Regions from separate parts of the Mus musculus genome. Here regions 2 and 3 are each linked to region 1. Evidence: chromatin contacts called from public HiChIP or PLAC-seq data. All regions are on one chromosome and are shown on one strand. The core of a region is the stretch at or near the end of the contact, and the rest is flanking DNA. Distances in the headings are between cores, read along the strand shown.

What was found. HiChIP or PLAC-seq counts read pairs in DNA pulled down with a chosen protein or histone mark.
Region 2: a contact with region 1 is called in a FOXA1 HiChIP or PLAC-seq map of pancreatic cancer cells. The contact joins two enhancer-like sites. A contact is called at or near these places in 2 of 115 datasets of contacts at active chromatin or transcription factors (large pre-B cells and pancreatic cancer cells).
Region 3: a contact with region 1 is called in an HNF4G HiChIP or PLAC-seq map of pancreatic cancer cells. The contact joins two enhancer-like sites. A contact is called at or near these places in 2 of 115 datasets of contacts at active chromatin or transcription factors (microglia and pancreatic cancer cells).

The regions. Positions count from the first base shown.
Region 1 is chr2:13,411,635-13,416,055 of GRCm38.p6, forward strand. The region is part of intron 27 of Cubn (cubilin (intrinsic factor-cobalamin receptor)); the gene reads right to left. Among named protein-coding and RNA genes, the nearest start is that of Cubn, 78 kb to the right of the region's middle. Within about 2 kb of position 2,122, at least 226 of the 459 cell types and tissues checked have an H3K27ac peak or open chromatin away from gene starts, as enhancers often do. A contact at or near this core is called in microglia and pancreatic cancer cells, where this site is marked.
Region 2 is chr2:14,277,076-14,281,496 of GRCm38.p6, forward strand. It overlaps Mrc1 (mannose receptor, C type 1), which reads left to right. Exons shown (of 30, transcript NM_008625.2): 11 at 2,761-2,909. Among named protein-coding and RNA genes, the nearest start is that of Mir511, 18 kb to the left of the region's middle. Within about 2 kb of position 2,381, at least 29 of the 459 cell types and tissues checked have an H3K27ac peak or open chromatin away from gene starts, as enhancers often do. A contact at or near this core is called in pancreatic cancer cells, where this site is marked.
Region 3 is chr2:14,163,994-14,168,414 of GRCm38.p6, forward strand. No RefSeq gene overlaps it. Among named protein-coding and RNA genes, the nearest start is that of Tmem236, 8.3 kb to the right of the region's middle. Within about 2 kb of position 1,833, at least 99 of the 459 cell types and tissues checked have an H3K27ac peak or open chromatin away from gene starts, as enhancers often do. A contact at or near this core is called in microglia and pancreatic cancer cells, where this site is marked.

The sequences.
Region 1 (4,421 bases), core at 872-3,371:
GCTGGCCCACTAAAATGTTCTGCTATTTCCATATCTCTTTTCTGTGTTTAGAATCAAACATCAACATTTGTCTTAAAATGTTGTTACAGAAAGTAATCTGTTCCAGCGTTATTTTCAAGCCATTTAATCCTGAGCATATCCTTTTTCATGGTAACTATTATTAATTATTCTAATTCTTTATTAAAATGAAGTCTTTAGAAGTCCATGGACTTCTATAAATATTGAATTTTATGATCATTGATGGAGCAGTGAATAACTTGTCCCTCCCCAGGGAGGAGGGAAAGACTTTGAGAGCCAAACACACTCTCCTGTGGATACATATGGTTAGTTCCATAGGCTATAGCCTTCAATTGTCCTGTCATAGTAAAACACTAAATGCTTTAAACATATATTATTGTGCCTTCCAATGGCCTGAGCATCTGCTGCAGATGGAAAAGCTTAGTTCATAGAACAAATTAAAATTATGGAACCTTGAGCCATAGAGACCTAGAGTGCTTTTGCCTGCCTCTTCTTCCAGGTTGCCAGAAGAAAGAGTAAGCCTGCTAAGTAAGAACTAAAATTAAAGTGTTTTCACATGTTTTAATGTATAAAAAGGAAGCAGAAGGGAGCTGTGAACAGTGGCCCCCAATATAGATCAAATAGATATGAAAATGCAGTGATTATTCTGCAAGCCAACTTTAAAAGCTAATATATGTATGTTTGTATGTATGCATGTATGTATGTATGCATGTATGTATGCATGCATGTGTGTATGCATGTGGGTATATAATGTCTCTAATGCTGCAATTGGAAATCTTCCCCATTTAAAAAGTTAAACCAGAATTCCTAACTAAGATTTATGATATTTAAAACTTAACCTTGTGACCAGCATTTCCTACCAGTGCAGTGTGCCTGTATGCATGATCCTCCCTGTGCAGTCTGCATGCACCCATGGTCCTCCCTTTGCAGTGTGCCTGTACCCATGGTCCTCCCTGTGCAGTGTGCCTGTACCCATGGTCCTCTCTTTGCAGTGTGCCTGCACCCATGGTCCTCCCTGTGCAGTGTACTCACAAGCATTGATAGTAGATGCCTCTGGACTTTTCTGCTTTGGGCTTAAGTATGGGAGGAAGAGAGGTGGAAAGTTGTGGGAAATAATGTCAAACTTTGTGCATGTAAAGGGATTTTTAAGTGGCTTAACGGTAGTTTGGGAAATTGTGGTAGGTTTTGTTCTTATTCATCTGAATCCTATGCTTCAAGTTCGAGAGGCTATGAGGAGCAGAGACCAGAGCTCTTTTGAACCAAAGGCTGGTTGTTTGAAGGCTGCAGCTCTGCATCATTTTATATAGCAAACTAGTCAGTTGAAAATTCTTCATCGTGAGGATGGTCAGAAAAGGGCAACGATTTTCTTTTCTTCTCCCAAAGACAGGGGTCTTAGGTAGCCAGTCTGATTGTAAATGGATCCTCCTGCCTCAACCTCTAAAGTGCTGTGATGTGTGTGTGTGTGTGTGTGTGTGTGTGTGTGTGTGTGTACCACCACTCTCTGTCTGAAAAGAATTTTGATCGCCTAAAAAATAAAGAATTCATATATTTTTATAATTTAAAAAAAATCGCCGGGAAGTGGTGGCACACACCTTTAATCCCAGCACTTAGGAGGCAGAGACAGGAGGATTTCTGAGTTCAAGGCCAGCATGGTCTACAGAGTGAGTTCCAGAACACAGCCAGGGCTACACAGAGAAACCCTGTCTGGAAAAACAAAACAAAACAAAAAAATCACATTTTACCCAGACAATTTTGGAGTCAACATCTTGTCTAAGATGCATCTTGGACTGCTTAATGACGTAAGAGAGATCAGCTTCATTGCTATACTTTTCAAAATTCTGAATGTGGATTATCCTAGTAGAAAGCTATATTCTCCCAGCTGGTATGGAGACAAAACTAAATGTCTGGCCTATAGAATGCACTTAAACTCACTTGTGAGTGGCAGGTGCTCTACTGTAAGCAGGGCTATTAGCAGACAGCTAACGTTGTGGAAGCCCACTTCCTCTAAAGGACTGTTCCAGGAAACATGACTCATCTGCTCAGGAAATGAGCAAGGAGGCGCGCCCTGATCAAAGAGTCAAACCCACTGTGGCTCACACACACAAAACCTCTTCTGCTTCTCTGCTTTGTTCTAACCAGGAAGGGAGCTTTTAATTACCAGGCTTCAGACAGAGAAGCTCTGTGGCTTTTGGAAGAAGGCTGAGAGGCAGAAGGAAGGAGCTGTGCTGTTCACACATGGGGACACTCTGTGTACAACTCTGTTATCATAAAGGGGAAAATGTTTGTAGACTATGGCTTTTGGGGTGGACACATAAGTATTTATGTGTGAAGGGTGTATTTTTGAGCACGTGGGTCTAAGCACATGTGAATGCTGCTGTGTGCAGGCCAAAGATCAACACTGGATGTCTTCAATTGCTCTCTACTCTGTTTAAGACAAAGTTTCTTCCCAATTTGACTAAGTTGGCTGGCCAGATCCAGGGATCCTCCTGTTTCCACATGCCTATCCCAGTGCTGGGGTTACAGAGATGTGAGGTGTACTATCACACCCAGCTTTTTACACAGGAGTCTGAACGCAGGTGCTCTTGCTTGTGTGACAAATACTTAGTAACTGAAACAACTCCCCAGGTCCCAAATACAGCTTTTGACAGTGCAAAAGGCTAGGGGCTGAACCATAGTCTGGGAGATTCTTTTTTTTTTAATATTTTTTATTACATATTTTCCTCAATTACATTTCCAATGCTATCCCAAAAGTCCCCCATACCCTCCCCCCCCCCACTTCCCTACCCACCCATTCCCATATTTTTGGCCCTGGCGTTCCCCTGTACTGGAGCATATACAGTTTGCGTGTCCAATGGGCCTCTCTTTAGTCTGGGAGATTCTATTCATGCTAGAATAATAATGCACTGTTTATGGGCATGTGTCCTATGCTGGGCATTACTGGGGGTTAAAATGCCTAGCAACTCTGCAATGAAGTCTCTACAAACTGAGGTGAGTGCAAGTGTAGTTAATGCAGAATTGTGAAATGCATCAATGATGCAAAGAAAACTGATTGTTTTCTTCACCCCAATTTTCTTTCTAAAAGCCAAAAAATGTTAAATTGTAGCAAATATACTCATTCTTTGTTAAAGGATTATAGAGAAGCACGGAGCAGTTTTTAAGGCCGTTACTAACAGTTTCCAAACCTTCAATGTGTCAATGGAACCTCTCCATTCTGTTTCCTCAAAGAGCTTCAGTTAAATCAGTAGACTAGAATATGGGTGTTGTCATTTCTCATTTATACTTTGTGCAAGGTGCCAAGATGCATCGAGGAAGCTGGCTGCAGTCATCAGCAAAAAGAAAAGGAAGAATTCTAAACGAGGGGCCACTAATTCCCTCCGCCTGCAGGATGGATGCACTATGAATCCCTATGGCTGGCTCAGGAGCTCTGCTTCGATTAGTACCGCGAACAGCAGTTAGCATTGTTTGCTGTGTGCTAGGCCCTGTTCTCATTCTTTGTGTGTATTAGCTCATTTACTTTGATTGTTCCATTTTACTGAGGGAAATGACACCCAGAGACTGAACAACCCATCCATGGTTATTCAAGCTTAGATTTAAACCCAGGCTTACTGGCTCTAGAATCTTCTTTCTAAACCGTCATGCTCTACTGAGCAGCATAGAAAGGACTGAGCAGGTCTGCAATAGAGCCCGATGCTTAAGGGTCACTTCTAGCCAGGGAATATTTGAGGAACATGAAGCTTTATTCTTACCACCCCACAGCTGTCAGCAGGCTCAACTGATTTGATTAAACCCTCCTTGAACAGATTTGATTCTAATAATGGGCTCCTCAACTGCACAAGTAAGAAATTTCATTTCCAATGATATTTTTCAAGGAGAACTAAAGAAGACTACTATTAGACTGACAACAGAATTTCTGGATCTTGAGAGATTGTTCGGGAACCCTGCATGGAAGCAGTTGTATGGACATGTGACCAGCAGTTATGTGCAAATACAAACATGTTTTTTCATTTCCCTTTTTGGAGAGGTTAGGAAAAAACAAACTTTAACTGGATAGAAACTTCTGTCTTTAAACAGATTCCAAGAGAGAAAGAGAAGACAAAATCCTAAGCAGAGCTGCATCTGTGGACTAAGGGGACGTGGAAGTCAAAGGCCACCCACAGAGAGCTCTGGGGCTGCTGAGGATTCTAGCTCTCTGCTGGGGGAGGAGACAGATGCCACTGGGCTGAGCTGCTGGTTAGCTGGAGGAACACAGATGGCATGTTCAAGAGAGGGATACTGCACTAAGGGTGAAAAACATCTTCCTCAAATGTCCAAGAATGAATGCTAAGTTCTCTCTGCAAGGATGGAAGAAGAGTCAAGAAAGCAATTCTAGAATGTTCTTAAAAGTCCTCAGTTTGAACATTATT
Region 2 (4,421 bases), core at 1,131-3,630, 870 kb after region 1:
GTTATCTGTTTGGCAGCAGTGTCAGATCCCACAGGCAGGGTTTGGTCCTCTGGAGGTTGTACTTGACTCATGTCAGGTCCAGTTGCAAGCGCTAAGCTGTGTTGCCTGCATTTCTGAAGGGCCAGCTATAGAAATACATTCCTACAACCCTATGCTAGGCTCCCTTCATTTGCTTGAACAACTCAGAGAACTCTGGGAAGCACTGACATTTCCTGATTCACTTAGGGGATGTCAAAAGGAGAGGGTCAGGTGAGAGGGCTCAGTGAATATAGTGCTTGTCACAGAAGCATGAGGACCTGAGATTGGATCCCTAGCCCCCAGGTAAAAGGCCAGGCATTATAGTATACGTCTGTCATCCTAGCTCTATGAAGGCAGATAGAGGAGGATCCCTAAGGCTACTGGCCAGATAGCCTGGATGAACTGGTAAGCTCTAGGTTCAGTGAGAGACCCAGACTCAAAATGTAAGGTGGAGAGAGATTAAGGAAGATACCCAACATTGATCTCTGGTTTTCATATGTGAAACACACACACACACACACACACACACACACACACACACACACACACACACACACACACACACAGATGCAGAGAGAGAGAGAGAGAGAAAGAGAGAGAGACAGAGACACAGACAGAGACAGAGAGACAGAGAGATCGAGCGTTATATAAGGATGCAGGTGAAGAGACAAACAGGGTGAAGTGGAAGACAAGGTAGTGGAAATTCCATCTTTTCTACTGACCTGCACCATCCAGGAATCCCCACCAGCTCAGCCATGTGGAACACTTTGTGAGCTGTTGAGAAACTCTATTACTTGAGAATACTGGCTAATAGACTAAGCAAGGAAACACAGCAGGTGCCAAGATTCTTCTGTGCCTCTCAGGGCTTACAGCCTTTCTCCCTCCAGGGTGTGGCACATAGATCCCTGGGATTGATAGGATGGGTCTTATCACTTATTACTAAGGAAGGCAGGTCAGAGGCCCAAAATTATGATCCCAACTTCCCAAATGTAGACTGTATTATCTGCAAATATTCTACTCATTCTTTCTATTCTTTTATCTTAGTTAACTAATTAAGTAATCAACTAAGCTTTGTTGGCTTGGCTAATAGAATGATAGGCTAAGAAAATCAAACAGAAAGTAGAGGGTTTTAAATTTGAACTTTAAGCTCTGAGGTTTCATTCATCTTTGAGGTTTACTTACTTCTTTGTTTTATTTTCTTTCTTACTCTTCTCAAAGCTTGGCTTATACATTCAAAAAACTTAAAAAAAATTCAAAAGTCACTGACATTTTATTGCTTCAGGGCAGACTCAAAACCCACAGAGTCCTGCTGATACTAAAAATCCTGTGATAAAAATAGATATCAGAGGATTGTGTTTCAAACTGCATCTTCCTCTCCCAGCAATGACATGCTAATATAAACATCTAACTACTAGAACACAGATATGTATTCTCTCAAGACAGAGCAGATGAATTGCTTAAATACCATGGATATACATTTGTGATTGATTGGTTAAAGAATCGTATACAAGAAGAGAATTACTCTTCATGTGTTCTCGTGTTCTCTGAGCTATTTGTATTTAGCTCTTTGTATTTAACTGTCATTAAATTTCCTTTTCATGTTTTAGAAAGTAAATTGTACTTATAGTGTTTTGATTGCTCTTTTTAGGCATCTGGAATTATTCGGACTATGGTTAAATATAACATCTGCCATTTTTATCAGGGCCCACAGTCCTCTTTGTTCTCCCTGGCTCTTGATGTTCCTGAAAATGCAGTGCCTATTTTTCTGAGACATTTCCGCCCAAGTTGCCTTCATTATTTCAAGTGTTTTTTTTTTTTTTTTTTTTTTTAAGCTAAGACAGATCTATAGCCTATCATCAGAAAGGGAAAGAAACAAGATGGTCCCAATTCGTGATTCTCCTTGATAACCCTATCATCTGTAATCAAGAATTGAGCAGGGCATTTGACCTGTGTAAAAAGTGGTCTGGTCATTTCAAATAATTTTTCCAACTGCTGTAGTTTTCTTCTTTGTATTTTCAAAGTTCTCTTAAATTTTGTGAAGGCTAGAGAGGCCAATATGAGAATGAGAGAACAATGTCTGAATGGATCAATCCACTCAGATAGATGGTAGTTTAACTTCATAAACTTACTTTTCCTTAGTGAAGACTATTATAATGTAAACGATATAAAGCTATGACTCCTGTGTGACTCTTTGTGGGAAGTTATGAAATGTTTATTCATGCCAGATCATAAAGGAAATGATTCCCCCCAGGTCCAGCTTGGGGAATCAGGGAGTTTACAGGGTAACTTACAGGAGTGTGAGCAAAGGTTACATATGTGGATATGAGTGATTTATTGGCAGCTCCCTCACTGGAAAGCCCACTTCAGCATGGGTGATGATTCATGAAGGCTGCATCCCTGACACGCCCTGAGCAATTTACACGTAGCTCTGTAGAAGAGTCTTGTCTCCCTAGCAATTATTTATTGCTTCTATAATCCCAGGAAGAGGCCCTGTGAGTCTTGTAACTTTCATAAACCTCCTGAGCTTTCTAAGTTCTTTAGCTTCCTGGATCTATGACATATGTTCTGTCTTTAAGAGAGAATGTTAGAATCCAGAGGAAATGGCTACAGAAGAGTAAAGCAATATTTGAATTTATCAATGAAACAATATCTCGGGTATAAAACTGAAATAATTTTCATGTTGATAATTTAAGAAATTTGCATAAATGTTTCTAAAGTTTAGTTACTTTAATTCTTTTAAAGATATGAACAAGCATTCCTGACTAGTTTGGTTGGATTGAGGCCTGAAAAATATTTTTGGACAGGACTCTCAGATGTTCAAAACAAAGGGACGTTTCGGTGGACTGTGGACGAGCAGGTGCAGTTTACACACTGGAATGCCGACATGCCAGGTATGCGGGAGCTGTGCTCAGGGCAGGTCTAGGGGTCTATGCTCAGGGCATTCCCTCATTCTTTCCAGCAGAGCCTGTCAGTCTTGCAGACACCTCTCCAATGCAGCATGCGAGTCAGTTGTGTTTAAGTAATCTTTGCATTTCTCTTCTCCCATGCCCTCCCATCCAGCTTTCAGTATTCTGGGGCAAAGAGGAAGAGAAAATTTTTAAGTAATTTGGTTCTGGTATATTTAAAGCAACGAAACATTTCAAGTGCTCTCAGGTGTTATGAATATTTGCCTAATTTCACAAAACGGGGCCCTATAGAAAGCAGATGTAAAACTTTTCAGTGGGGCTGAATATGAATATGGATGTCGTTGAATGGTGGGACCAATGCAAACGCTTATGGGGAATCATTAGTCCAATTTTTGCATTAACCCTTTACAAACATGGGATTTTATTTTATCTTTCCAAGAATAACAAGGGGGCATTTAAGTATCTTCTTTTAAAAGATGTAGAAATTGAAACTCAGGATTTATAGAACTAGAGATGCCCAAGCCTAGACTTATACTAATCTTGGCAGTAAGCTAGTCTGAGGAATCTGGTTTTGGACCAACCAGCTGCTTTGGTTTTTTGAATTGCTTTTGTTGACTGGAGACCCAAAGTAGACTCTAACAGACACTAAGAGCTTCTTTATCTTTATACACTGATGTTACTGGCAAATAATATTACTGACAATGCCATCTCTCAGACACTTCAATACCCTTTACAGAAAGCAAATCAGTGTGCCAGAATCACAATTCTATTCTAAGAATTCTATTCTATTCTAAGCTATTCGAGGAATAACCACTTAAGCGCATGGGTTTGCTACTTGGCTCAATACATCCTAATCTCCAGCTGTTAGTCAAATTTGCATGAGCAGCTTTGAGTGGGGAACTGATGTCACCACTCAGATTACACTGTTTGTACACCTGCTATTTGATTATTAAATCATTAAACACTGGAACTGTGAGATTCAAGATCACGTAAATGAACACATTCTCATTTTGTTTGTTTCAGTTTTGGGGAAAGTCACAGCTCTTACTGGGTAGCTTTACTTTGCCTTGGTTACTTACTCACCAGGAGGATTCTGAGTGATGAGCACTGGAATATCTTCAAGAATAAAAATCCATTAAACTAGAACCATAGCTCAGCTGTGACCACTGAGAGTCTTGAAGACAAAGTCTCTTGTTGTATAGTCCAGGGTTAGACTGGAACCTACAATGTAGCTGTTAGAGTTCCCTATGGCACTCACTATGTAGGCTGGGCTTAAACTCAAGATCCTCCCACTCTAGCCATCCATGTGCTGGCACCACAGCTTTGCGCTCAGGCCCCACTATCCTGTATCTACTTGATGGAAAGATGACTGAGTGCCCAAACATACAGCTTCAAGAACAAACAAGGCACCTGGGGCCTGACCTGATTATCAAGAAAGATGAATGAATCTTGTAGCCAGTGGGTCAGGGGATCAGAGCAGCCTCAGCTGTCATCTAT
Region 3 (4,421 bases), core at 583-3,082, 750 kb after region 1:
TGCTCTTGTGTTTCATAGTCTTGAGCAGCCATCCTTTGCAGTGGTGAGGGGTTATATGGAGAGATGGGAAGATGTTGTTTTAGTTTTCTCCTTTAAGACCTATGGCATCATGAAAGGAGATCATTTAAAAATATCAAGGCTTTCTTTGCATTTTTTTTTTTTTTTTTTTTTTTTTTACTTCAGGAAGAGTCCATTAGGAAAGGGCTTCCAAAGGGACTATGGCATTGCTCTGGCTTTATACAAAGGCTAAGGTTATTTGCTACCTGAACAGATGAAGCTATGCATGATCACATACTAAATTTAGGATAGTGTAAACTCTGAGAGCATAACATCAGTGGAGGGCAGAGAGCGCATGGGGTCATGAGCTTATTGCAATGACTTCTAGTGATTTATTTGGTCACACCTGCTTATGAGGCTCAGCAAGCTTTAGAAATTGTAAATTAGGCCCAGGACCTTGTTTCCACCTCTTCCCCAGGCTCTGCAGATCCAGCGTGATCCAAGAGAAGTGTCACTGTTACCATCTCTGACTTTATGCACCTCAACACCATGTGATCTCAGGAAGCCAACTCCAGAACATTCTTGGCAGTTTGTCCATTTTATTTCCCAGACCTTCTGCTGAAAACAATGAATGAACCTCTAGATTACAAATGCTCTCGCTGACAATTTTAGAGACTTTCAGTTTTTGACTTCCTGCCTGTAGGAAGGAAATGGCAGTTGGCAGTGTGGACAACAGGTGCTTCTCTGGCCGGAATGATATCTTCTGCTTACTAAAATAAAAAGCACTGCATCAACAGTCCTACATGGAAGTGAATTCAAAACCACAGGGGCCAGCCATTCCACCACAGATCCAGCTTCAGAGACCAAATGTGTTCCCTGTCAGGAAGTTCTGACTCCCTGCCTGGCAGGCGAGTGCAGACTGAGGCACATCACAAGCCTCTCAGATCCGTGTTGGACTCTTTCAAATAAAGCATTTGGGAGATTTGAAAATGGCCTTTGCATGCCTTCAGGTTGCTTTGGTGCAGTTGCATGGCAGATTCGTCAGGGAACTTAGGAGGGAAGGCATCAGGACTTTGGTAAACAGTTGGAGGGTTTGTGAAGCCCTCTTGCATCTCCCCATGACTCTCTCCAAATCCAGCCCTGGCATTGTTTCCTCCTCATAGCTTAGTGTTATCATAATGGTATTCTTTTCTGCTGCCAAGCGAGCTGGTGGCTCTTTCAGATATTTTCCCTGCCTGCTAATCTATTAGTTATAATTCGGGCCAATGAGACAATAGAAGGTGAAGGCTAAAATCACTGGAGCTTGTGTCTTGGGCCAGATAAGCACCAGGCAGTTCTCTCCTGGGCACCTTTGTTAGTGCTCACATCTGTTTTTGAGGGCACACATGCTGGGAAAATTTGAGAGACACCATAGTATTGGCATCTATGAAGCTTGTCAGTGTCTAACACTAGGCATGAAATTATTTGTGTAAACCCACCCCCCACCCCCACCCCATGATTTTGTCTTCCCTCTCTGGCCTTGGGACTCTAAAGAGCCTTGCAATGGAGGAAGGAGACATAGGAGGTGTAAGTATGACCAAGCAAATAAACAAGCCTGTGGTCTGAGTGAGTCCATTACACAGGACAGATGGTTCTCTATTGATTTCTCTTGCAGTGTGAGGAACAGCATTCCCTTGGAATAAAGGAGCCCTCAGCCATGACTGAAGGCTGTGTCTTCTGGAGCTGCTCTGTGCTCCCCTTCATGTCCTCACTCATCCCTCCCACAAATGTGTGCTAAGAGCCCGTGCTGTGCTGGGCCCTGTGCAGAGAAATGATGACTCAAAGCTTAGGGCAGATGTTTCCTGCTTTCAAGGAGTGTATGGACTTCCTGGAGATCCAGCCTGCAAACCAGGATGTAGATAGCTATAGCTGTGAGCAGAGAGGGTTTCCAACAGCGTCTGGCACACAGGAGGTACTGCTGCATTCTTCTTGGAGAAAGTGCCTTGAGAAAGGCTGGGCAGGAGAAAGTACTTATAGTGAGCTCTGCTGCAGGATGCCTGTGACATGTCTCAACTCCTCTACAAGAGCAACCCAGCAACCAGCTCAATCCAGGAGGTGGTCTCCATGCCTTTGTCCTGCTTAATGTTGGCTGTGTGGCTCTTTGCTTCTGTTTAATATTTCCACTCAGAGGTTAAGTGGAAGTGAAATCTGTTTGTCTAGCTTCTGCCCAAGGAGAAGTGAGGGAAGTAAATTAGTAAATGAAAGCATGTATATATATATATATATATATATATACTTTTAATGTAATTGCAATAATTATTTTAAAGTTATCTTTGTTTTATACGTATGAGTGTTTGGCTGAAGTGTATGCTTGTGTAGCAATGCATACCTTGTTTCTTTGGAGTCCAGAAGAGGGTGTCAAATCCCCTGAAACTCGAGTCGCTATGAGTCATGTGGGTGATGAGAATCAAACCCAAGATCTTCACAAGAGCAGCAAGCACTCCTAACTGTTGGGCCATCTCTCCTGCCCACTTGCACTGATTTTAAAATACATTTTTCTGAATCTAAAATTATCTTCTAAATTTTTAGATTTATGAACCATTTAGATAATGGCAATACTAATGAAAAGGTTTATTATTATTATCTCCCTCGAATACTGCTCTCCCCCATTTCCCAGACACAATGGTATTAGTTTGATGAATATCTTTCTAAATTTTAAATTTATATGAATATCTAAAACTACAACAATTTAAAGCAAAGATGAGGTTGTGTTCCCAAGAGTTAACCAGTGTCTGCACCTTACTGCTTCTATCTCCTCTCAGCTCTGTTGGCCTCCCCGACAGTCTTACAACAAAGGCATTTCAAAGGAGATGCCTTTCCATTCCCTCAGGCAAAGATAACTCTGCAGCACTAAGCAGAGCCTGCTCTAAGTCAGGAGGAAGAGCAGTCGAGGTCCAGACCTACCTCAGAGAATGGCCTTGCACTTCTACACGTTTTTTCAATGTTGTGTTTTCTTATGAAACATCAGCCTTTCGCATGTGTCAGTTCTGAAGGTTCTTTATCCATTACATTTAAGTTTTGCTTCTTTTTCTTAATGCTCATAGTGAGCAGTGTGTGTGTGTGTGTGTATACGATGTGCACATGTACATGTGAACAAACGTGTAAAGAACAGTGAGTCCCTTTTGTAAGGGTTCATATGAGCAGTTGAGGCAGCACTTGAGTGGGTGTTTCTTGGTCCTCTTACTTCTTATCACTCTCTGGATTAACATCATCCTTTTACTGACTCTTCTGTTCCCTCTGTATCTGGACTATGCTCAGTTACTCACATACTTGTTGTCTTAGCTAATTTCTTTGTTGCTGTGATAAACACGTTGGTTGAAACAGCTTAAGAGGGAAAGGGTTTCTTTTGGCTCACAATTTGAGGATATTGGCCACCACAGATATAAAGCTATGGTGGCAGGAACTTGAGACAGCTGTCACATTCCATTCACAATCAGGAAGCAGAGAGAAATGACTGCTATGGTCAGCTGGCTTTCTCATCATATTGAGTCTGGCACCCTGGATGGCATGGTACATAATAGGCAGGTTTTCCTACCTCATTAAGCTTAATTGAGATAATCTGTTTGTCTTAGTTAGGATTGTTATTGCTGTGAAGAAACACCATGATCACAGCGAACTATTATAAATGAAAGCATTTATTTGGGGCTGGCTTTCAGGTTCAGAGGTTTAGTCTGTATTATTATGGCTAGAAACATGCAGCATGCAGGCAGGCATGGTGCTGGAGAAGGAACTGAGAATTCTACCTCTGGATTGGCAGGCATCAAGAAGAGAGAGAGAGAGAGCCACTGGTCCTGGCTTGGGCATTTGAAACCCCCAAGCCTACCCCCACTGATACACTTCCTCCAAAAAGGGCATACCTATCCTAATGAGGCCACACCTCCTAATGCCACTCCCTCAGCATTCAAATGACTCTATGGGGGGCATTCTTATTCAAACTACCAAACCAATGTAGGCATGGCCAGAGACTAATCATCAAGACAGTTTCACATAACTACACCCAGAGGTTTACCTCCTAGGTTTTTCTAGATCCTGTCAAATTGATAATCAAATTAACCATCAGTTATTAAATAATTGACAATGTGTCAGGGGTAGTGTGAGTATACAGTTAGTTAAACTTGTTTTAATTCTTCTAAAAATAATGGCCCTTCCAGCTTACCCAATCCTTCCTATGCTGGTTTTTTTTTTTTTTTTTTTTTTTTCCAGCTTGGAACAAACTGGGTCATCAATTGAGAAAATGCTTTCATCATATTAGTGTGTAGGGGCTGAGTTCTTACATGGCTTCCAGTGATTGACCTTACCAGGGCAGCAGAGGAATGAAAAAGTGATGGACACATGGACTCAAGGATATAGAAGAGCTGGAATCATTTGCTGGGATTGCTGAAGGA